Regions from separate parts of the Mus musculus genome. Here all the other regions are linked to region 1. A link is a contact called in public HiChIP or PLAC-seq and promoter capture Hi-C data. All regions are on one chromosome and are shown on one strand. The core of a region is the stretch at or near the end of the contact, and the rest is flanking DNA. Distances in the headings are between cores, read along the strand shown.

Region 1 (3,026 bases), core at 189-2,688:
CAAACCCCGAGCTGGCCCAGGGCCTTGCACCCGGGAGATGCTATGCTAAGGGAATGCAGAATGAATGGATGGATGGGTGGTTGGGTAATGAACAGGCACTTTGATAGGGCCCATCCCTGGACTGCCACACCTTAAGTATAACCCAGAACACCCAGAGGCAAAGTTCTCCTGGCCTGTGGCCCTGTGTTCTCAGCAGACCCAAGTTCTCAGGCCCTCTACCCAAGAGGACAGGCCCTTCCTGGACAACCAGAGGCCAGCAAGGGGGCCCCGGCTGCTCAGCAACAAACATTTATCCAGGGAGGGTGCTGGCAAGCTAGAGAGATAAACTACAGGTATTTACTGGGTGTCCACTGTGGGCCAGGCTCTGTGCCCAGCACCTCTTAGGCCTGTGGTCATTTGAGTCACACACCATTACAGAAAGGAGACACTGTACTTGGAGCCACTTAAGATGAAGTGACTGGAGGGGTGGTGCCTACCCTGGAGCCCGGAAACGTCTCACCCCAAGGCCTAAGCTCCGCTCCGCTCCACTCTATGGAGCCGAGCCGGAACTTCAGAACCATGGCTAATGGACCTTCCCACCAGAGAGGCGGGCACTCCCAGAGGCGTGTCAGATGGAAGCTCTTACAAGTCAGGCTCCCAGGGGCTGCATGCCCCCTTGGCGGCTGGCCTCTGCCGCGCTGCTCAGGGCGTGGCGCCGCAAATTCTCCCAAACCTGGCCTGGGTTTGCACACTCCCTGCAACTGGGAGCTTTCTCCAGTGAGCAGCCCGCAGCGTAGTGAAGGAAACTGTCACTCCCTGCACAGCCGAGCAGGAGTGCGGCCTCTCTGGCTCGGGGGAGGGCGGGGCACAAGGGACAAAGTCCAGGCCCAGATCCTCGCCCGCCCTATCCAGACCCTCCCCCGGCCCAGGACAGCCCACCAGCACCCCGGGACCCCGGAGAGCGACTCGGCCGCGCAGCCGCAGAGCACACGAGCGAGCCGCTCGCAATTTCTCCCTGCTCATCGCCGCCTCACTGCGCCTGCGCGGCGCGCGCGCCGGCCGAGCCCCTCCAAGGCTCGCTGTTTGACAGTTCCCACCGCGGTTCCAAGGCGCCCCGAAGGCGGTCCGCGCGGCCCGGAACGCCCGGGGCTGTGGCGGCAGCTCGAGGAGAACGTCCTCGGAGCCGGGGCAGGCTCTTACCTGCAGGGTATTCGACGTGGGTGAGGGTCACTGGCCGCCATGAAGCGGGGAGCGAGCACTGTCCGTCCGCTGCCATCTTACCCGGAGACCGGGCTTCGCAGAGCAGCCAATGGGGAGCAAGGGGGGCGGTGGTCCTGACCTATCACGCCGGGGAGACGCCACGCACCCAATCCGAGGCCGATTGCAGGTAGTGGCGCAGCCATTCAGTGTGCAGGTCGTGAGGCTGGCCCGTGCGGCGAATCAGAGAGCGGGGACTCGCGCAGCTTTGCCAGTGTCCAATCCCGTGCGAGTTCAGGTAGTTGACTAACCAATCAAGAGAATGGAGCACTCGCAGCGCAGGACAGAGCGCAGAACAGCCAATCAAAAGGTAAGCTTAGCTCGGCGTGTGGGAAGGGCGAGCCAATCAGGCGCTATCTCGGGGGGCGTGTTGTACTTTGGTGGGAGCTTTGGTTAGGCTGGCACCTGCGCCCAGAGTTAAAGCTCCTGAGAACCCAGAGCGCAGTGGAGGAGCAGCCTCAGCACCACCGGGTCTCAACCGACCCATTTGGAAAACAAAAATGTGTTCCTCACTATGAAGGCTAGGCTTGCCCCAGCATCATTCTGCCTCGTCCTCCAGGTTCTGGCTTCCTGTCCATAAATGTAAACTGAAGTCAAAGACCTAGTGCAGTTTTTTATTGCCCTTTACTGACAGACAAGAGGTGCAGTTCCGCAAAGGAACTTTTCTGTTAAAAAAAAATTATTGGTCCTCACTTCTGGGATGTAGCACATATTGTAGATATCTTAGATGGGATGCTATACGTTTCAATTACGCCGTAGCGTAGTGAGGCCACTTGGGACCATTTTCAGTATAATCCAGATGTTCCATCTACCCTTCTCTGTTTCCCCATTCTTGAAGAAACATTCTTGAAGAAACAGCCACACCTCCCACCCACGTCCCCTTTCTGAACCAACTCTCTCCAGACAGACCTACTTACTGTCTAGGCCAGATTCCAATTCCTCAAATTTCTCTGCAAGGAATGGGCACACACACTCCTGCCCCATTTGCCTGGCCCAGGCTGACTTGTCAGTTCATAGCTTCAGGTTCTGAAAATTAAGAGAAGGGCCTCCACAGAAGCAGGGGGATCTCTGTGAGTTGGAAGCCAGTCTGGGCTACCTCAGAAAGGGGGTGGGGGAGTTCCAGTGGTCTCCCACAATTGCACCTCCTTTGCCTACCTCATCTCTGGCTACACTTGACTGTAATTATTTCCTTGTCTGCCTCTGCCAGTATGCAACGGTTCTCTGACCTCTGACTAAGGCCCAGAGCATGTACAGTAAAAAAATAAAAATAAAAGCAGGTTCCGGGTCTGCCTTAGACCTGGGGGTACCCAGTAGGTCTAGGTTGGAGCCTTGGCCCTCCATATTCTATGTTCTGAGGTCACTAGCTACAGTGGCTTAGTCTGGCAGCCCGTGGAAGCCAGAATTGTAGGTTACTCTAAGTAGGCTGGGGACTCAGAATCCCCCAGTGGTGTTCAGCTTGTCTTCCGTCTCCCTACCCAGCCTGAACTTATCCAGCTGGGCCCACCTCCTAGTCACCTGCCCTTAGCTCTCTCTCTCAGGCAAAGTCATTATTAGCCTTTGAAAGAAAGAGGTGTGAGACGTGGTCATGAGCTTCCTAGAATAGTTCTCTGAGAGAGAGGGCACCCATGGAAGGTCAGGCTGCCTTGCCCTTCTTCAGAGTCCCAGAAACACAGAGAGAGCATCCCTAAGGAAGTGACAAGATGAAGAACTGAAAATGTGTGGGAGTTATTGGGGCGAGTCTCCAGCAGGAAGAAAAGCTGGACTTCTTGTGGGGGAGGTGGGTGGGGCTG
Region 2 (3,026 bases), core at 243-2,742, 2.0 Mb before region 1:
TGTAGCCTACTTATCAGCTTAAGGTCCCCCTCTAAGCTTTCCCTGTGACTAACCTCCCCAGAGCTAGGCAGCAGTGGAGAGGGAGAGGTCAGGAGCAGCAAACAGGTAAATCAATGGCCCCTTTGGTCCTGCCCAGGGCCAGAGGACTTCAGTCCAGCTTCAGGTCAGATGTTCAGAAGCAGATCCTGAGTAGGCCACCTGGGGGGCGGGAAACGGCACAGTATAGCATCTGGGATCCATCACTACCTTCAATTGATGTCGGCCAGGCCCCAGTGAGGGAGGAAAGGGCTTTCTCCAGGACTAAGCTCGAATCAACTGGGGGAGGGAGAGCCCTGAAGCCGGGCCACTAGGTTCCCCTGCTCAAGGTTATGGCCAGGGACAGAGGGATGCCTTCTCAAGGGAGGATGACTTAAGGAGAAGGTAGAAACTTGCTTCTGCCCAAAGTAACTGGAGTACACAGGGCAGTGTGGAGACACACCCACTTTCCCCAAGGGCTCCTGCTCCCCCAAGTGATCCCCTTATCCTCCGTGCTAAGATGACACCGAGGTTGCAGTCCTTACCTTTGAAAGCAGCCACAAGGGCGTGGGGGTGCACACCTTTAATCCCAGCACTCGGGAGGCAGAGGCAGGCAGATTTCTGAGTTCGAGACCAGCCTGGTCTACAAAGTGAATTCCAGGACAGCCAGGGCTATACAGAGAAACCCTGTCTTGAAAAAAAAAGAGAAAGAAAAAAGAAAAAAAAAAATGAAAGCAGCCACATCTAAGGACTACGTGGCACAGGAGAGGGTGAGTCCCTGAGAGTTCAGCTGCTGCCCTGTCTGTTCCTGTAAATGGCAGTGGGGTCATGGGAAAGTGAAGGGGCTCAAGGTATTGGACACTTCCAGGATAATCTTTTGGACGCCTCACCCTGTGCCAGGACCAAGGCTGAGCTTGGCAGGCTCAGAACAGGGTGTCCTGTTCTTCCCTGTCTAAAACATTCACTCTCAGCTTGCTCACCCTTCCCCAGACAAGGAAGCTGCACAGGGTCTGGTGTTCAGATGGCTTTGGCTTACAGCAGGTGTGGGTGTGGGGTAGGAGGCAGGGGGTAGGGGTGGGGGAAGCCTGTACTATACTCACTATCCTGTTTCTGACCCTCTAGGACTCCTACAGGGTTATGGGAGTGGACAGGCAGTCCAGATCTGAGCTGCTGACCCACAAGCAGTGCCCTGTGCCTGCCAGAATCCAAAGCCCTGGGAATGTCCCTCTGGTCCCCCTCTGTCCCCTGCAGCCCTTCCTGTTGCTCAACCTTGCACAGTTCCGACCTGGGGGAGAGAGGGACAGAAATCTTGCCAAGTATTTCAACAGAATGTACTGGCAATTACTTCATGGCTTCCTGGACTTGGTAAAGGATGGACTACCCCGCCCAACAGGGGGGCTGGCAGCCAGGTAGGCCCATAAAAAGCCCGCTGGGGAGTCCTCCTCACTCTCTGCTCTTCCTCCTCCAGCACACATCAGACCTAGTAGCTGTGGAAACCATGGCCCTGAGTGTCATGTGTCTGGGCCTTGCCCTGCTTGGGGTCCTGCAGAGCCAGGCCCAGGACTCAACTCAGAACTTGATCCCTGCCCCATCTCTGCTCACTGTCCCCCTGCAGCCAGACTTCCGGAGCGATCAGGTAGGACCCTGAAGGGCTGCTGCAGGAGAGGCTGGGGAAACAGGGCAGATGGGAGGAGAAGCCAAAGGTTTCACGGGCAGCGCTGGGTAGGATGGCTAGGACTCTGGGAGGCCAGTGTCCAGGCTTCTACACATGATCATTCTGTGTCCTAGGGGATGCCACATCTCATGCTGCTCAGATAGCCACTCTGACAGTAACCCCTTGCCCAAAACCACCCCATCCTGCTAACTCAGGGTTAACTCCATCTAGGATCTTGTCTAGCCTTGGAAGAGGCTAACTCCTGCCAGTATCTCTAGACAGACAGAGTCTGGGGCTCTGCTGCCCTCCAGCTGGGGTGCCTGAAGGTACCCAGAGGAACAGAGCAGGAGGAGCGGCCTGCGAGGCCATCCCTGGCTCTACCTCTCATTTCTTGCAGTTCCGGGGCAGGTGGTACGTTGTGGGCCTGGCAGGCAATGCGGTCCAGAAAAAAACAGAAGGCAGCTTTACGATGTACAGCACCATCTATGAGCTACAAGAGAACAATAGCTACAATGTCACCTCCATCCTGGTCAGGTGAAGCCCTGTCACAGCCCGGAACTGGGTGGTTTCTTGCTCTTTTCTTCTCCCATTCCTGACTTCTGTCAAAGTGAGAAGGACACACAAGCCACAGAAAACAAGAGGGAGAAGCTAGGGAGATGCCACATAAGCAGGAGATTCTGAGTTCGGTTCCCAGGAATAAGCATCAAGGAGCCGGGTGTGGTACCTAGTCCTGGGGAGGAGGGGTCAGGAGCCCTAGGACTTGCTGGGCAGCCAATGTAATCCAATCATTGAGCTCACCTTCTCTCAAAATTTAGGTGGAAGGACTGGGGAGAAGGCTCAGTGGTTAGGAGCACTGGTTACTCCTCTGTTGAGTGGAATAGCCCCGGGGCATTTCACCCTGTGCCAAGGCTTGGTCAGGGGCTTCTGCAAGGAGAACTGTGGCTTAATTGGAGCAAGGGAGAGTGGAAAGAATAGTGAAGGAGAGGGCAGGCAGTCAGTGGGGGAGGTGTGTGGGGGATGGAGGGTTGCGCCTGCAGAGGAGAGCCAGGGCCACCACCTGCATATGATAACTGCCTCTGGCAGATAGGTGGGCTGGAGTTGGAGCAAAATATCTGAGGAGCAAAGGGCAGGTGAATGGCAGGTTTGGGGGTGGGGGCTCAGCTATTTGTGGCAGGGGATTGAACGGGACTTAGGGAAATTTCACATTTGGTTAAAGGGTTGGGGGCATAGTGCTTAACTTGTAGTAGGCTGGCTGCTCAGGATTAACCAAGAGAGGCCGTAGAGATGGAGCAGAGAAAGAATGGGGAGAAAGGTCTTAGCAGGACCAGGCAGGGCAGACTCAAAAGGCCTAGGTGCA
Region 3 (3,026 bases), core at 293-2,792, 1.9 Mb before region 1:
TATATAGACAAAAATAACCTTGAAGGCCTGATCCTTCTGCCTCTACCTCCAGTCTTGGAAATTAGAGGCATGCATTGCTCTGCCCAGCTAATGCCATTGCAGGATCCAAGCCAGAGCCTCATACATGGTAGGCCACCACTCTTGCAAACTACGCTGAGTACTGAACAGGCCCTTGTATATACTAAACAAACACCCTAACAACTCAGCTCCACTCCTAACTCCACTGGGGCCGTTTTAGCAACACATACTAAAGGTACACCGCAGTACTTCCTAAACCTGCTTCCTAAGTTTACAACATGACAGAAGGGCAGAAACCGTGAAGCCACGGCTTTAGTGAACATGGGAACAGAAAGGGCACAGCCCTTGTCATCGCAGAGAGAAGTCTCTACAAATCTATGAAAATGCCAAACCAGACTTTTATGGTTTTTTTCTCTCAAAAGAAGCATGGGAAAGTGATGTTTCCCGTGAGATGCCTCACCCGCATCCCGTGCTTCTCACCACCCCAGTTGGAAAAGACATTCTGGCTGAATTTTAAGTTAAGTTCAGTTCCCCAAGACACTGATCAACACTATAACATGCGTTTTGCTCCAGAGAGATTACAGTCTCTCTAGAGAGCAGACAACCAAATCCAAACCAAACCAATCCATGTCAGCAAGGGGTGCTGACAGTGTTGTGCTCACACTAATGCTAAGTTAAGGGAATGCGGGCGCCTACAGCGTCTCCGCACTAGATTCCACACTTGGGCTCCCTTCCAGGTGGAAATGGGTTCTCCACCAGAGAAACGGGAAAAGGGGCAACAACATTAGGTGAGCAGGTGGAGCAATCCAAACCAGACTCGGAGTAGTAATGACAGTTTCGAGGGGGGACTGTGACGTAACTACATTCCACTCCATACTACCAACGCCCGAGTCGCCTACAGGGCCAGGACCGAGGACCTTGGAGACAGGTGCCCTGGGAGGTCTGGATTGGAGCGTCCGGAGCCGGGGGCTAAGAGACCCTGTGTCACTGACCAAAGTCACCTAGGGGCGACTGAGAGGGCGGGGGCTGGGTTGCTGAGGGGGCGGGGCTGGCTGAGAAGACTTCACTGGGGGAGCCCAGGGCGCTGAGGGGTTCTTCTACCCGTGTGTCTCGGGAAAGACTCGGACTCTGGTCATGGGTCCTGCCGTTGGAGGAGCTCGGGTGGGGTCAAGGGGCCGCGACCCGGAGCGCTTTACCTTTTTCTTGGCCGCAGCCAATTTGCTCTGCCTGGTTTCTTCCGACATCCCGGGGCGGGGAGGGGGGAAGCGGGGGGGCCACATCACCACGATCCCGGCAGCCACCGCGAAACTGCTTCCGGAAGCTACGGCTTCTCTACAAGGGCCAGAGAAGGCGGGTGCAGAGCGCCCCTTGGACGCTCGGAAACCCAGCGTGACCTACCTTCTCCAAGCCCATTGGCTGATGAGAACGATGAACGACAGGGAGGCGTGGCCACGCGGTCGCGAGGCCTGAGCGACGGGTGGAGTTAACGACGAGAGCTGCGCGCGCAGCCATGACCCCTCACAGCGGCCTATGGGAAGCAGGGGCGGAACCGCTTTAACTTGGTGCGTGCGCAGCCTGACGTGGGGCGGTTGGTGGTCTCCGTCGTCGGTTTCTAGTTCCCTGAAGCAGCCGTTTAACCCCAACCCTGGACCCTTCCGAGTTTAAGCCCACCCCACTCCGGGTGCCCCGGACCTTAGGGTTCAGGAGGTGGGTGAGGAGCGCGCCGCGCTTCGTTTTCCAGCCCTTGCCCGACCCCTCACGCCTCCTCACCAGGCCTCTCCGTAACCCGTTCTCCACACTTTCCCCTTCCCACGATGCGCACCCCGACCCCAAAGACCCCCACCCCATCCCAGTAGCTGGGTCCCGACCCAACCTCTTGCAGCTGCGGCTCCCGCGCCCCCTCGGTAACCCCATCCTCATCAGCCTTTTTCTCGGGTTCCTCCCCAGGGGTGAGTCAGAATTCAGCCGACTTTACCATGGCGGCTACCGATCACCGGTGAGTATATCAGCCCCACCCCTCTGCATCCCAGCACCCGCCGGTCGCCTCCAAGCTTAGCCCTTTCCTAATTCCACTCCTTCTCTTTCCTTTCTCAGACATGGGTTCCTCCCCTCCCAGTCCTACCTGCCCGATGCCTACGCTTCTCCAACCGCTCTTGCTCGTTGCTTTGTCCCCTCACCCAGCCTGCCACCAGTCCCTGCATGGTTCCCCAGTCAAGAAATATGTGCATCTTTATGCTGACCACTCCCAATGCCACCCCCAAAACTCAAAGTTATTCATTTCTCATCCTCAAAAGATGAATTTTTAAAGTACTCTTTTAGATGATTCGCTTCTTTTTAGTAATTTCTTTTTTTTTTATACCCCTTCCCTTTGAGACAGTTGTCAATACCAAAGATTAGAGGAGAAAGACCCAAATCATAGTGGCCAACTCAAAGCAAACAGTTGGTTAAAGCAAACATTTTAATTCGTGTAAACGGGTCCCTAAGGCGGAGCTCGAAAAGTCAGCCTCGGATTGAGGACGACAAGGCTTTTTAGAGTTCAGGGGTAGGGGGTTTCTAAATGGGGACTTGGTGGGGTTACAGAGGCAGAACATAAGCATACCCGTTAGTCCAAATGACCTCCTCAAAGACATGATTGCAAGATGGGCAGAACAAGGTCTTCCTTTTGAAACAAAGGTGGGGTTGCAAGATGGTTATAAACAACTTTTTGGAACAAAGACAAGACTGCCATCCCTGTAACAGGCCATGCAGAACCATTTGAAGTTAAGGTTTTAGGTGGGGCATAGCCCAATTCCTTGAGAAGCAGGTTTAATCATAAAGAGGATTGAGTGTATTTTGTACTTAATAAGATGGCTTTTAAGCCTCAGATGGAGGCAGGCTGGTCCCAGACTCAGGCTGTATTCAAGGATGCCCTTTTGTGGTCCCACACTAGTTTAATACTCTTCATCCTCCTGCCTTAGCAACTCAAAATGCTAGAGAGCCAGGATAAATTATGGGGACTCGGAGAAAAA
Region 4 (3,026 bases), core at 382-2,881, 1.9 Mb before region 1:
AAAAAGAAGGCCAGCCCTGGATGGCCCACCATCTAACGGGCTGAGATCCTGGACTGAATCCCGAGGGAAAGCTGAGTTCTAACATCCATGCCTAGAGAGGCTCGAGGGACAGCTAGGTGGCATCTGGGTGGCATGGCTGTTCCTTGCAGTCCTGAGTCTCATGTTCATCGCCTGACTCTCACAAGCCTGTCTGAAGCTGTTCCTTCAAAACGAGCAATCCTTTTCTCTCAGTCTTTCCTTCCAGGCTCCCACTCTGGCCCAGGCCATCTAGAGACTTATGATAGAAAAGTCTGGTACAAATTAAAACAGGCCTGGATGAGGCTGGGTCTTTCAGGAGCTCTGGCCACTCCATGGTTGTCTTAAGGCCTCAACCAAGTGCTTCAAGTCTGTGCTGACATAAAAGCAGTTGGGCTGGTGGACTGGCAGCACCTCTGCTCGAGGCAGGCAGCAAGACTGGAGAGTCCAGCAGCGTCCAGGTAAGTGCTCCACCCCATTTCTCAACCCCCTAAGTATTCATAGCAAATGAACGTCAGGAGCAATCAATGCTCACAGGAAGAATTGAAGACCAGGCATGATGGCGCACGCCTTTATTCTTAGTACTCAGGAGGCAGAAGCAGGAGGTCTCTCACTGTGAGTTCAGAGCCATTCGTATCTCCTTTGCAAGTTCTAGGCCAGCTTGGGCTACGCAATGAGACATTTGTCATAAAGAAAGCAAAACAACAACAACAACAACAACAGAATTTAAAAGCCAGGTTGTTGGAGTTGGAGTGAGAGTTGGAGTGACTGCTCTTCCAGAAGCCTAGTTTCAATTCCCAGTACCTACTGGTAGCTTTTAACTGTTAGAAAGTTCACTACCAGAGGGAACCGACTCCCTCTTCTGGTCGCTGTGGGAACTCCAAGCATGTGGTACAAAAACACGGGCACGTAAAACAGCCATACATATAAAGTAAAGTGGAAAAAAAAAAAAGTGTACTGCTCTTGCATAGGACCAGAGTTCAGTTCCCAGCATTTAAAATGGGCAGCTCACAACTGCCTGTAACTACAGCCTTATGGGGATCTGACACTCCCCAGGCACTTCAGTCATGTGCACAGACCCATAACACACACACAAGCACATATAAATAAAATTATTATAAATATTTCCTTTTTTTAAAAAGCCAGGCATGGTGGTACATGCTTGTTACTCCCACCCTCAGAAGGCTGAGGCAGGAGAATGTTTGGGGCCAGCCTGGGCTTCAGAGTACCAGACAGCAAGGGCTATGCGGTAAGAATCTGTCTAAAAATCAAGAGATTTTAACAGATTCATAGATACTTAAATAATGCGCCAGGGAGAGGGAGGTCTTCCTAAGTGTCTCAGGATGACACGTTCTCACGTGGCAGGAGGCACTGATGGGGTTAAGCATAAGGCAGGGACGGTCCTAACCCTGTGGGTGACAGGATCTCGGCTGTGCTAGGGAAATAGGGGTCAGTGGGCTGGAGACCTTGGTCTAGTCCAGCACTTGAGTGTGCGTCTCGTCGGGAGGTGGAGCCCCATCCAGGCCCCGCCTCCAGGTAAAGGGGTCATTCTGGAGTCACTGAGGCTCTTCAGGGACACGGCCTTGAGTGCCGCGCCTCATGCGCGCATGCGCTCATGTCCCCGGAAGCGATGCGCACAGCATCCGTCACTACGTCCAGGCGGGAGCGGGCAGAGTCGGTGAATGTATGTCCGTCGCTCCGGATATGGCTTCGGCGGGAGGCGGCGGCTCGGAGAGCGCCGCGCCCGAGGCCGATCGTCCCCAGCCGCGGCCGTTCCTCATCGGCGTGAGCGGCGGCACCGCTAGTGGCAAGGTGAGCGCCCTGCGCCTGGGCCTCGCGGAGGGATTGCCAGGCCGCTGGTTGGGGCGCCATTGCCTCTGGCCCAACCGCGGCACCTGTTGCTAGCAGCTAAGGGGGTCGTCCCCAGGGGCTGGCGGGTCACTCAGTGCACAAGCTCACTTTTGGCACCTTCTGTCCCCAGTCAACAGTGTGTGAGAAGATCATGGAGCTGCTGGGACAGAACGAAGTGGACCGCCGGCAGCGCAAGTTGGTCATCCTGAGCCAGGACTGCTTCTACAAGGTTCTGACGGCCGAGCAGAAGGCCAAGGCTTTGAAGGGACAGTACAATTTTGACCACCCAGGTACCTGGAGAATGTCTGCCTGGAGAGCTGGGGGTAGAGGATAAACTGCTGTGAGATATGGGCTCTACAGAGATTGCAGACTGCCAGACAGATACAGAGATGTGTATGGATGCAGACTGCTGGACCAGGGCTGTAGGAGATGTTTGTTGGATGCAGACTGCCACCGAGGCTGTCCAGGGATGTGTACATAGGATGCAAAGTGCCAGACTGAGGCTGTCCAGAGAGAACTGCTGGACACCAACTGCCAAGGGGGGCGGGGATTGAATGCAGCAGCAATGGGGCTCCGTGAAACATTACCCTCATTTCCCTTGGTAGTGGGCCCACAGAAAGGTAGGGTTTGCTGAATTCCATGAGCCTGGAGTGACTCAAGATTTTTGCTAGAGCCACTTAGGAAGGAGGAGCCAGGAGATGTTGAGGATCGCTTCTTGATGTGTTGAAATCTCTGCCTGGCACCTTGTTGCTGAGGAGCCCTTTGTACACCCTACCTACCGCCTGCCTGACCTTTGGATTCCCCAAGCTGTCTCGGGGCAGTCAGTCTTCAGGGAGGCCAGTTGTAGAAACAGAGGTTAATCTGGGGCTCAGGCCTTGGAGCTTCCTGGCCTGGTAGGGGCCTGTGTTCCTGAAGGTTTAAGCTTTCCTAGGGACTCCTGAAGGTCAGAGAATAGGACTCTTAACTTTGTTTTGCCAGATACAGAGGAGCAGAGGCTCAAATGATCTCTTTCCCCCAGTGTCAGCCAATCAGAAAGTCTTTGTTCCAGTTTCTGGTGGGACAACCTTACCCTTCATCCTGGGGTGTGCTGTGGGGTCCTCAGCACCCCTGGCTCCCAGCTGCGCTGCCCTTGGGCAGAGGTGGTCCTCCTCCTCTGCTGC
Region 5 (3,026 bases), core at 265-2,764, 1.8 Mb before region 1:
ACAATCCAGAAGTTAAGTGTACATCTATGAGAGATCTTTTGCTTAAAATGGATGGATCCACTTCTCGTCTGGACCTTTAAGGCAGGAAGGAACACTAGTTTAATCCAGATTTTGAGGTGGGAAGACACACCTTTAATTTGCACCACACCTGCTGAAAATCTATTTAAAGACACAGAAGTAGGAAGTTTTCCTCTGAGCCTGCTTGCCCTCGCCTTGCTAGCAAGACCATTCCTTCCTTGGCACTAGAGCCCACTTCTTTGGGAAGCCAGAGTATACTGAAGACCAGCTGAGACACCCAGCCATGTGGACTGAGCAGAAAACTACTGGAGTCCTGGACTTTTCCATTCACAGTCAGCGATTGTTGGATTAGCTGGACTGCAGCCAGTAAGTCGTCATTCCAATAAATCATATGTATATATGTATACTATATTATATTTATTTACATATACACACATGCAAACATAGTGTTCTTCTTAAGTTGTTACTCTAGAGAACCCTGAGCAATACACTGCTAAAACATCCATCACCAAGAGATCCAAGAAACCCAGAATGTCTCTCTTTTGCACTGTACGGCAAGGTGATTCCTGTCACTAATTACAATGACTCTTGGATCATTGACTCTCCTCCCCGATCTCTACTTACACCACAGCCCGAGGGTAGGAGAGTTGCCATAGTCGGGTAAGTAGTCCCAGGCCAGTCAGAGCTACCAAGTTCAAATTGATGTCAACAGTCACCACTAGAGGCCGTTTCAAAAATCTTAACATTTTGCAGAAAAGCCAGCTCGGGAGGACTCCCTGGAAAAGAGGGAAAGAACTACCATTAAAGTAAACGGACAGCAGCCCGGGAAGGCACAAACGAGGCCACAGGGTCCTAAAGCCGCCTGGCGTCACGATGAATTTACAGCATAGCGGGTTGGGTTAATAGAACCAGAAGGACTCTTCCAGAACATACCTGTTGGAGAATTACAGTTGTGTTCAAGCACAGGGTATACATAAAAACATCTGAGGGGTGAATTCAGGAATCTCAGAACTGGATACTCATTTCTACAAGTCATTCCAAAAACACCTGCTGGGCACTTGCTAGGAACAAGGCTGCTAATGAATGAAGTGGCCTCTCCTGTCCCTTCCCAATGTGGTTGAAAACTAAGACCCTGAGGAGCTCTGGGCACTGTCATAGCCCAGTGACCTGGATGGACTTTTCCCTCTTCTGGAGGCATTCCTCTCCTCCTAGAGTTGCTTGTGCCCCGAGCCCGTTCTTTCTCTACAGTTCTTCCCACTCTGGCTTTTACAAGAGGCCGCCCTGGAAACGACTTGCTCAGCCAGGATCCGAACATCCACCGTCCCTAGCGCGCCGCCCCTAAGCCGGATCCCAGACCCCAGGAGGGCTCTCAAATCTGGCACTCCAAAACCTACGAGCGTTTCTTCGAGTCCCGTAGAGTGGCTCCCCATGTGGAGCCAGGCCTGCGAACCGCCAGGCAGGATCGACCGTTGGGGGCGAGGCCGCTCGATTACTCTGCAGCGGCCACGGATCGACGCTCAACTAGTTGTGTCTACGCGGCCGACAGACTCTGAGACGCGCGTGCGCAGCCGGAGCGCGAGGTAGTGGCGCGCATGCGCGGCGTGCTCACCGGCCATCAAAGTTGGGCATACTGACTGTCCTATCCTTAGGGCTCCCTTTCCCCTTTTTAATAAAGCACAGTGTGTTTCCACAAGCTGTTCACGTGCTCGGAGCTCTCCGTTTCGGGCCTCGCGTCTACTTTAGCGGTTTCGTTAAGCAGCGCGTTAGCTTACGGGCAGGAGTAAGAGCTTTGAAGCCTCGGGTGCGTTGTACCTCCTGGAGCTGTGTGAGTGGTGGATCGCTTTTTCTCAACTCTTCCCACACTGGAATGCCTACAAGCTGTCTGTCCCTCCTCCTCCCCAAGGTCTCAGGCTCGCTATGTAGAGGATGATGGCTTTGAACTACTGCCTTTGCTTCCCCAGCGCAGGTATTACAATCATGCCTTTTTAGGTGGGTGGGTATTACAATCACGCTCAGATGGCAAGCCAAGCCCGAACCGACTCCAGATGTTTTGCCAAAATTCAGTTTTTACAAGTTAGCTTAGCATTGGGTGACATCCGGTTTAAGATTGTAGCAATGGGGCTGGGCGATCGCTCAGTGGTTAGGAGCACTGGATGCTCTTAAAGAGGTCCTTAGGGATTTTCTTCTTCTTCTTCTTCTTTTTTTTTTTCGAGACAGGGTTTCTCTGTATAGCCCTGGCTGTCCTGGAACTCACGCTGTAGAGCAGGCGGATTTCTGAGTTCGAGGCCAGCCTGGTCTACAGATATACAGAGAAACCCTGTCTCGAAAACAAAACAAACAAAAACAAAAAAAGAGGTCCTTGATTCCATTTCCAGCATCCACATGACAGCTCAGAATCATCTGGAACCGCAATTCCAGAGAATCTGGCACCAGGCAGTCAAGTTACCACAGATACATATAAAATACATTAGTCAAGAGTGCACGGAATTGTTTGTTCATCGTTTAAGCATAGTCTACCCAAGTTCCTGCAAAGAAAGGGCGCCAGAAGATTGGAGAGCGAGCTCTTTGGGTTCCAAGTTTAGTCTGATCATGTAAGTCATGCTGGTGCTTCAGGACAGCTCGTGGGCACTCAGCTTCAGGAGGAAATTGTGTTGCTTGCTGGAAACCTGAGGTATGTATGTGGCTTTAAAAGCTAGTGGATGCTACTACCCAGACCCTTGCCTGTTCTGTAGCAAGAGGCTTATGCCTGGGGGACTGGGATTTCTCATGCACTGCCTTTGGCACTTTGTTTTTTTTTTTGTAATGCTGGCTGGCCTACAACTGTATGCTCACCAGTGACTTCTGAATCCACACCACCCTTCACTAGTGTTAACAAATGACATTTGATAAATAAAATGTCCCGACAGCCCTGTACCTAGGTTCCAGGCCTCAGTGATGACTGAGCCTGAACCTATCTATATGAATCCCCCTGACCTTTCCTGCCCCAGATCTAATTTTTTCTTCCACAG
Region 6 (3,026 bases), core at 333-2,832, 1.7 Mb before region 1:
TCTTCCTCTCTGGGTATTTTTTTCCTCTGTGAGACATACATAAGAACTTTCTGACTCAATGTCTGATGAATGTAAATTTCTTACATACTTGGGACCAACTAGCTGACAACCCTCTCACCATGCTGAAGATACAAACATGATCAATACAGGGTTGGGGTTTGGGGGTTGGGAGACACCAACTTTTCCCACCCTCCAAACCTTCCCAAGTCTTGGAGCTTCCCAAAACTTCCATGCTTTCCACCCAACCACCAACTCCGGCAGCTAGGATCCCCAGGGCAGTGCCCCAAGTCTCCTGAACTGGAAAGCTGCTGGCATCCAGAAGTCAAAGGGCAATAGGAACACCCCCAACCCCAGGACCCGAGAAAGACAGAACTACACTACCCAGAATTCCTAGGGTTAGAAAAAAAGGAAATGTCGTTTATGCAAGAAGAGGCTCAACTCCCCCAGCAGCTGCAGAGAGGTGGGAAAGAAGAGAGAGAGAGAGAGAGAGAGAGAGAGAGGGGGGGGAGAGTGTGCTGAGTGCCAGAGCTAGGGAGGAGAGCCGGGCGGGCTGGAGGAGGAGGCGGTGCCTACCCGCCTGCACGCTACCGCCTGCGGACCTGCATCCCACGGGGCGCACGGGCGAGCGCAGGTCCTGCGTGCGCCGGTGCGCGTTGTCGCGCGGCTGCGGACGAACACAGGGGCCAGACAGGCGCAGGGACCGAGTTTCTGCAAAGTTTGACCTGGTTGCCTTTCCGATGCTGCAGCAGAGCGAGGCGGCGCGGGGCGCGCCAGGCGGCTGCGGCGCGGCGGCGGGGCAGAGCGGTGACAGCACGCTCATAATGATCATAAAATAAGGAGGCGCTCGGGGTGGGGGCGAGAGAGCCCCGAGCCTCAGCCCTCCGCCCCCGGCCATCCCCACAGCAGCCCGGAGCCAGGAGGGGCTTGGGGATCCGAGGCGCCCACGCCATCCCCGGACCCTAGTAGATAAGAGCCAGGGGACACTGCCCAGGGGAGGGGGCGCCCCGAAAACGTGCGGGCAGAGAGGTTAGGGAAGACCGGAGGGCGGTGACCCAGGCACCTGGAGCGGCCCTAGGGGCAGGTGAGTTCGTGACGCCCCCTGGGTGGGAACCTGACTGCCAAAGTTCCTCGGCGGAGGCGCGCGCTCGGGACGCGCTGGGCTCAGCTAAGGCTCAAGCTTGGTTAGGGGAAACCGAGGCACGCGGTGGGGCGGGGGGGGGGGGCAACACGCCTTCTTGGTGTCCAGCCACCTCTGCCGGCAAAGGGCAGAATGCCTTAAAAGACCGGCCTGGGCTTGGCACTGAGGCCCCGGGGATCGAGACACTGGAGCGAGAAGGGGCGTTTCACGCTGGTGGCGTGGTACTGATGCGCAGTACCCGAGCCGGGAGGTCCTAGTGACCCACTGCGGTGGCAGTCTGAACGACCCCTCACCCCTCCCTCGAGCTAAACCGGTGTCAGCGGAGATGTCACGGGAGGCGATTATTCGCTGGTGCGCGCAGTCGTGCGGCCGCCACTGACGGGGCGGGCGGAGGGGGGCGCCACCTCCGGGGAGACCGCCCAGAGCTGCGCCGTCAGCTCCACAGCCCGTGCCCGGCGCACAGGCATCGCCGCGCCCTCGAGTCCCCCGCAGTAAAGTTCGGCTCAACTTTGCCGCCCTGTGCCTTCCACCTCTCTGCAGGTCCTCGGCGGCCGAGGCGAAGCAGGCGGCGGCGGATATCCGAGTGCAGTCCCGGAGCCCTGCGCGGCAGTCAGCGGCTACAGCGACAGTGGCAGAGGAACGCGCGAGTGGGCGCCGGAGGGGACCTGGCGAGCACCTAACCCGGAGCGCACCTCTCGGAAGGGCGGGTGGATACGGGCCTCACAGGACGTCGGACCTCTGCCGCTTGAATCGGAGCTCACGCTGCAATTGATTGGGCCCCGCCGGGCGGGCGCGTGTGTTCCAGGGAGCCGGTGCGGAAGGCAGAAGGGCAGGAAGTCGGCGTTCTGCAGCGAGGGTGGCGCGACCGCGCGGGGACCGAGCCTTCCTTATTTATGTGCCTGGCAGAGCCCGTCTGCTTCCTGCGAAGACTTCAGGGAGAGTGTCCGAGCTGCCATCCCCAAGTGTGAGGACGCAGCGCTGGATGTCAGAAAAACATGCTTCTCCATTAAACTCCAAACTTTTCTTTTTTTAAACCCAAAGAATATCGGTGGCTTTTGCCCACTGCTAGAAGAGGGAGCCCAGGGCTCTTGAGATGCAACAGAACCCATATTTATAACAGGACCCGGCAGTGCTATGCAAACCTCCTCTACTCCTTAAGTTCTCTAGCCTATGGATCTCGATTTTGAGTTTTGAGATTAGATTGAGCGCTCTGCACTGGGTCCTGCAACCTCCATCCTTTCAATGCCCTGTTATTTTTGGGACTGCTGGCCTTCCCTGGAGATTAGAGCGGTCCTGTGTGCCATGGGCTGTATTCAGAGCATCGGAGGCAAAGCCAGAGTCTTCCGGGAAGGGATTACCGTGATTGATGTGAAAGCCTCCATCGACCCCATCCCCACCAGCATCGACGAGTCCTCCAGCGTGGTATTGCGCTATCGGACACCCCACTTCCGGGCCTCAGCCCAAGTGGTCATGCCGCCCATTCCCAAGAAGGAGACCTGGATCGTTGGTTGGATTCAGGCGTGCAGCCATATGGAGTTTTACAACCAGTACGGGGAGCAGGGCATGTGAGTACTCCTGGGGACAGGCTGGGGGCCTTGAAGGCTCGGGGAGGCTGGAGCAGGGCTGCAGGGGTCTTTAGGCAGGGGTGGAACTGTCTCCAAGCCTTCTTGGGTCAGGCAACTCTGGGGAGCCTTTATGTTGATTAGGGTCCTAGCTCAGCTAGACCTGCCCTGCCATTATCCCTGGTGCCCAGGGTTGTTCTGTCCTCCCTGGCAAGATGCTGAGAGAACAAGAACCTGTGCCCCTTTGGTAAAGCAAGTGTCAGGGCCATCTGGGGTCACCAGAGAAGTCATCACTCTGCCCCCCAGGCTCAGGCCTCCATGAACCC
Region 7 (3,026 bases), core at 348-2,847, 1.6 Mb before region 1:
CAGCCAAGGCTGGGGTAGCACTGAGGCGTCTTGGAGAAGTCCATCAGGCCTGGGATCTGAGCCCAGCTATATGCACACGGGTCCCCCAAGACCATGCTCTATGACAAGCCCCAAGGGAAAAGGGAAGGGTCCTAGTAAGAGGCCCCAGAGCCCTACAGGGACTCCTGGAGCTGGTGGACGGGAAGAGACACCTATCTGGGTCTAGACAGTCCATGGAAATAAAGGAATTAGGTCGAAACACTTCAACAGGACCACAGCCCTGGCATCTCCAACGACCTCCAGTTACCTCTAGTGTGCTAACCCTACCAGCTAGCTCCTCGACAGGGGCCTGGAGTTTGTCACTCTGGGTGTCCAGGGACCAAAGGGGCAAATAAGAAGAAATGCCTCCCCTTATATCAATTGGCATACCTCAGCCCCAATGTACTAATAACTCTAGGGTAGAGTGTCTAGCATGGAGAAAATCTTAAGTTCAGTCTCCACTGTAGAGGAAAAGAGAGAGAGAGAAAGAGAGAGAGAGAGAGAGAGAGAGAGAGAGAGAGAGAGAGAGAGAGAGAGAAACTAACTTCGCGGGCTGTCTCCCTAGCGCTGGACCCCAGAAGATGTAGGCTCCTTACTTTCCTGAGCCCACAAAGTGACCCTGCAGGAAGCGAGAAGCTCTTACTGAGACACCAGTCACATCTGAACACAGATCCTGGGAACCCTAAAGCCTCAGGCTGTGCCACCTCTGTGCTTTGCCAATCCAGGAGGCCCTGACACCGTTTCTTATCTCCTGGGATCTACACGCTCAGTAGCAAACGTACGGAGCTGCTATTGTGTCTCTGGCAGCAGCGGAAGGATTTCTTTCTAGAACTTCCCCAGGACCAGGACCAGCATAGAAGAAAAAAACAGTCCCTTGGGCAACTTTTCTAAAAGCTGGTGCAAAGAGCTGTGTGTTAGAGTTGGAGGTGGGAGGCAACAAGGAAATGCCAGCATTAGCCAGCTCCTAGTGTTAAGTTCTGCGGGTCTATGGAGACAGCACTGGCCCTGGGGTCTCTCCTGGCGCCAAACCCCTTAGGTGGTCCCCAGCCGGCTCCCTCACCCGCCCCACCTCCCTGGTCGAGAGTTACAACTTGCAACTGGAGACGCCAGGCAGAGAACTAAGGGGTGGAATGGACTTACCTGGAGTTGGAGGCCACACAGCAGGGGCCAGGGATGCAATTGCAGAAGGCCAGGGGTAGGGGAGGAAGGGGCTGATTTTGTCTGGGGGGAAGGGGTGGCACAGTGCGGCACATGGGACCCACACGCTGTCCCACACAGTGACGCGGCTTACCCGATTGATCTCCTCGAGCCTCTTCTCCTGCCGGGCTTTGAGCAAACCGAACGCCTTCCCTCCTGCGGGAGACAAAGAGTCGGCGGGGAAGCTAGGGTACCAACCGGGCCACGCGCCCCCTCCGAGTTCCCGCGCGCGCCGCACAGCGCACACAGGTGGCGACCCAGGGACGTCCGGCGCGGGATAGCGCGGGGACAGCAGGCGCCTACCTTGGAACCTGTTGCTGAGTGCGACCGACATGGTATGAGCCCGACTCCGGACAAGGCCAGGGACAACAGGGAGGAAAAGTCGTCTGGTCCAGACCTTCGGCAGCGTGTGGCGACGGGACCCAGGGGCGGAGGGACCTCGCGGCCGGACACACCCCGCCCCTCCGGCGGCCCGCCTCCTGCCCCCCTCCCCGCTGCCGCGCGCACCCGGGGCATCAAAGCCCGCTGTTTAGCCGGACGCTTAGCCCGCCGCCGCCCCTCTGCTGGAGGACGCGGAAAATGCAAGATGGGAACGCCCTCTTTCCCCATCACCAGAAGAGACAATATCACATCTCACTAAGAACTTTGCAGAGCTGGTTGTGAAGATCAAGTGCCAATAGAGGCTGTCACCTCACTGTCACCTTTGCCCGGCAGTGCCACGATAACACCGATATTTTAGATAAATACGTGTGTTGGTGCAAATACGGTGTACCTGACACTTGGTCTTTGTGTGTCATTTCCCCTAACTACAAAGTAGTACCGGTATGCCTACTAGATAGAAAAGTCTGGAAGCTGAAGCTGGGACACGAGTCCTCTAGGGTGGTAAAGAAGCAGCCTGTGACTTGAGGAGAAGCCAGGGTGGGCATGCAAGAACTAGGAACTTGTAAAGAAAGAGATCATGAATTCCAGTGTCCAACCTGAACAGACTAGAGACCCTTTCTAGAGACAGGGTCTCCCTCCATTGTTACATTGTGGACACAGGCACAGATCAGGATTGCCCTAACCATGGGATCCAGGAATCCCTGTTCCCCTGACTTATTTCAAGTCTACACTCCTTAGATTGGGATCCTGGGACCAGCTGACTGTGGGGACGGGTAGCCAAGCTCACACAGGGGAGTCCAGTGGTCCAGATAGAATGCTATGGGGCTAATGGGAGGAAAGATGCTTGCGAGGCAGGGCTCCTGCTCTTAGGTTCCTCCCACTATGCATTCATTCATTCATCTGAAGCTGGGCACTTGACACAAGCTCCCTAAGCAGCAGAATAGGAGAAACAGGAGCAGGGACTGCACTGTAGAAGGTAGGCCCACAAGGGCTTGGGAGTTCAAAGCCTGCATGGTCGTGTTCCCTCTGAAAGCTCGGGCAGGAACTGGACTCAGAACAGGGCCCTATTGCTCTGGTCACAGGCTGCCCATGGTCCCAGCTAGCTGGGTTAGCTGTTGTTGTGTGACCAACTTTTCCTGAGGAGATACAACACACACGTTTACTCACCCCAGTTTAGGAACCCACGAGAGATCCAATTACAGATATCACCCAAGTCCAGCTTGGTGACCCAGTAAGCTTTATTAGGGTTATTTACAAGAATATGGGTGAAGAGTTAACTTACAGAAACAGAAATGACTCACAGACAGCTGTGTTGCCAAAGTCCACCCCCTAGCATGGATGACAGCTCACAAAACTGGGAACCTGGAGCCCGCCGCATGGTCTACAGACAGTGTGACAGGTTGGATGGAGAGTCTCCTTTCCCGGGGCAT

The links. Promoter capture Hi-C pulls out the DNA fragments that hold promoters and counts their contacts. HiChIP or PLAC-seq counts read pairs in DNA pulled down with a chosen protein or histone mark.
Region 2: a promoter capture Hi-C map of cranial neural crest shows a contact between it and region 1. The contact joins the promoter of Lcn2 here to the promoter of Dolpp1 in region 1. A contact is called at or near these places in 2 of 39 promoter capture datasets (cranial neural crest and liver) and 1 of 9 other capture datasets (liver).
Region 3: a contact with region 1 is called in a promoter capture Hi-C map of pre-B cells, with 2.6 times the contacts expected there. The contact joins the promoter of Swi5 here to the promoter of Dolpp1 in region 1. A contact is called at or near these places in 3 of 39 promoter capture datasets (cranial neural crest, liver and pre-B cells), 1 of 115 datasets of contacts at active chromatin or transcription factors (forebrain) and 1 of 9 other capture datasets (adipose tissue).
Region 4: a promoter capture Hi-C map of liver shows a contact between it and region 1, with 4 times the contacts expected there. The contact joins the promoter of Uck1 here to the promoter of Dolpp1 in region 1. A contact is called at or near these places in 3 of 39 promoter capture datasets (liver and pre-B cells) and 1 of 9 other capture datasets (liver).
Region 5: a promoter capture Hi-C map of hippocampal neurons shows a contact between it and region 1, with 3 times the contacts expected there. The contact joins the promoter of Pomt1 here to the promoter of Dolpp1 in region 1. A contact is called at or near these places in 5 of 39 promoter capture datasets (cranial neural crest, frontonasal cranial neural crest, hippocampal neurons and 2 more) and 2 of 9 other capture datasets (adipose tissue and liver).
Region 6: a contact with region 1 is called in a promoter capture Hi-C map of cranial neural crest. The contact joins the promoter of Fam78a here to the promoter of Dolpp1 in region 1. A contact is called at or near these places in 2 of 39 promoter capture datasets (cranial neural crest and pre-B cells).
Region 7: an H3K4me3 HiChIP or PLAC-seq map of stem cell-derived neural progenitor cells shows a contact between it and region 1, with 12 times the contacts expected there. The contact joins the promoter of Aif1l here to the promoter of Dolpp1 in region 1. A contact is called at or near these places in 2 of 39 promoter capture datasets (cranial neural crest and liver) and 2 of 115 datasets of contacts at active chromatin or transcription factors (astrocytes and stem cell-derived neural progenitor cells).

The regions. Positions count from the first base shown.
Region 1 is chr2:30,390,666-30,393,691 of GRCm38.p6, reverse strand. It overlaps Dolpp1 (dolichyl pyrophosphate phosphatase 1), which reads right to left and starts at 1,438. Exons shown (of 8, transcript NM_020329.4): 1 at 1,180-1,438. The coding sequence starts at 1,255.
Region 2 is chr2:32,386,205-32,389,230 of GRCm38.p6, reverse strand. Lcn2 (lipocalin 2) reads left to right here and starts at 1,492. Exons shown (of 6, transcript NM_008491.1): 1 at 1,492-1,651; 2 at 2,067-2,203. The coding sequence starts at 1,514.
Region 3 is chr2:32,286,585-32,289,610 of GRCm38.p6, reverse strand. Swi5 (SWI5 recombination repair homolog (yeast)) reads left to right here and starts at 1,542. Exons shown (of 5, transcript NM_175190.5): 1 at 1,542-1,725; 2 at 1,966-2,014. It overlaps Golga2 (golgi autoantigen, golgin subfamily a, 2), which reads right to left and starts at 1,285. Exons shown (of 26, transcript NM_001080968.2): 1 at 1,215-1,285. The coding sequence starts at 1,262.
Region 4 is chr2:32,258,710-32,261,735 of GRCm38.p6, reverse strand. It overlaps Uck1 (uridine-cytidine kinase 1), which reads left to right and starts at 1,631. Exons shown (of 7, transcript NM_011675.2): 1 at 1,631-1,827; 2 at 1,997-2,156. The coding sequence starts at 1,702.
Region 5 is chr2:32,235,128-32,238,153 of GRCm38.p6, reverse strand. It overlaps Pomt1 (protein-O-mannosyltransferase 1), which reads right to left and starts at 1,514. Exons shown (of 20, transcript NM_145145.2): 1 at 1,413-1,514; 2 at 643-794. The coding sequence starts at 1,448.
Region 6 is chr2:32,082,261-32,085,286 of GRCm38.p6, reverse strand. Fam78a (family with sequence similarity 78, member A) reads left to right here and starts at 1,582. Exons shown (of 2, transcript NM_175511.4): 1 at 1,582-2,703. The coding sequence starts at 2,381. Gm33126 (a long non-coding RNA gene) reads right to left here and starts at 18. Exons shown (of 3, transcript XR_374254.3): 1 at 1-18.
Region 7 is chr2:31,948,874-31,951,899 of GRCm38.p6, reverse strand. Aif1l (allograft inflammatory factor 1-like) reads right to left here and starts at 1,597. Exons shown (of 6, transcript NM_145144.1): 1 at 1,519-1,597; 2 at 1,310-1,371. The coding sequence starts at 1,549. Lamc3 (laminin gamma 3) reads right to left here. Exons shown (of 28, transcript NM_011836.4): 28 at 2,817-3,026.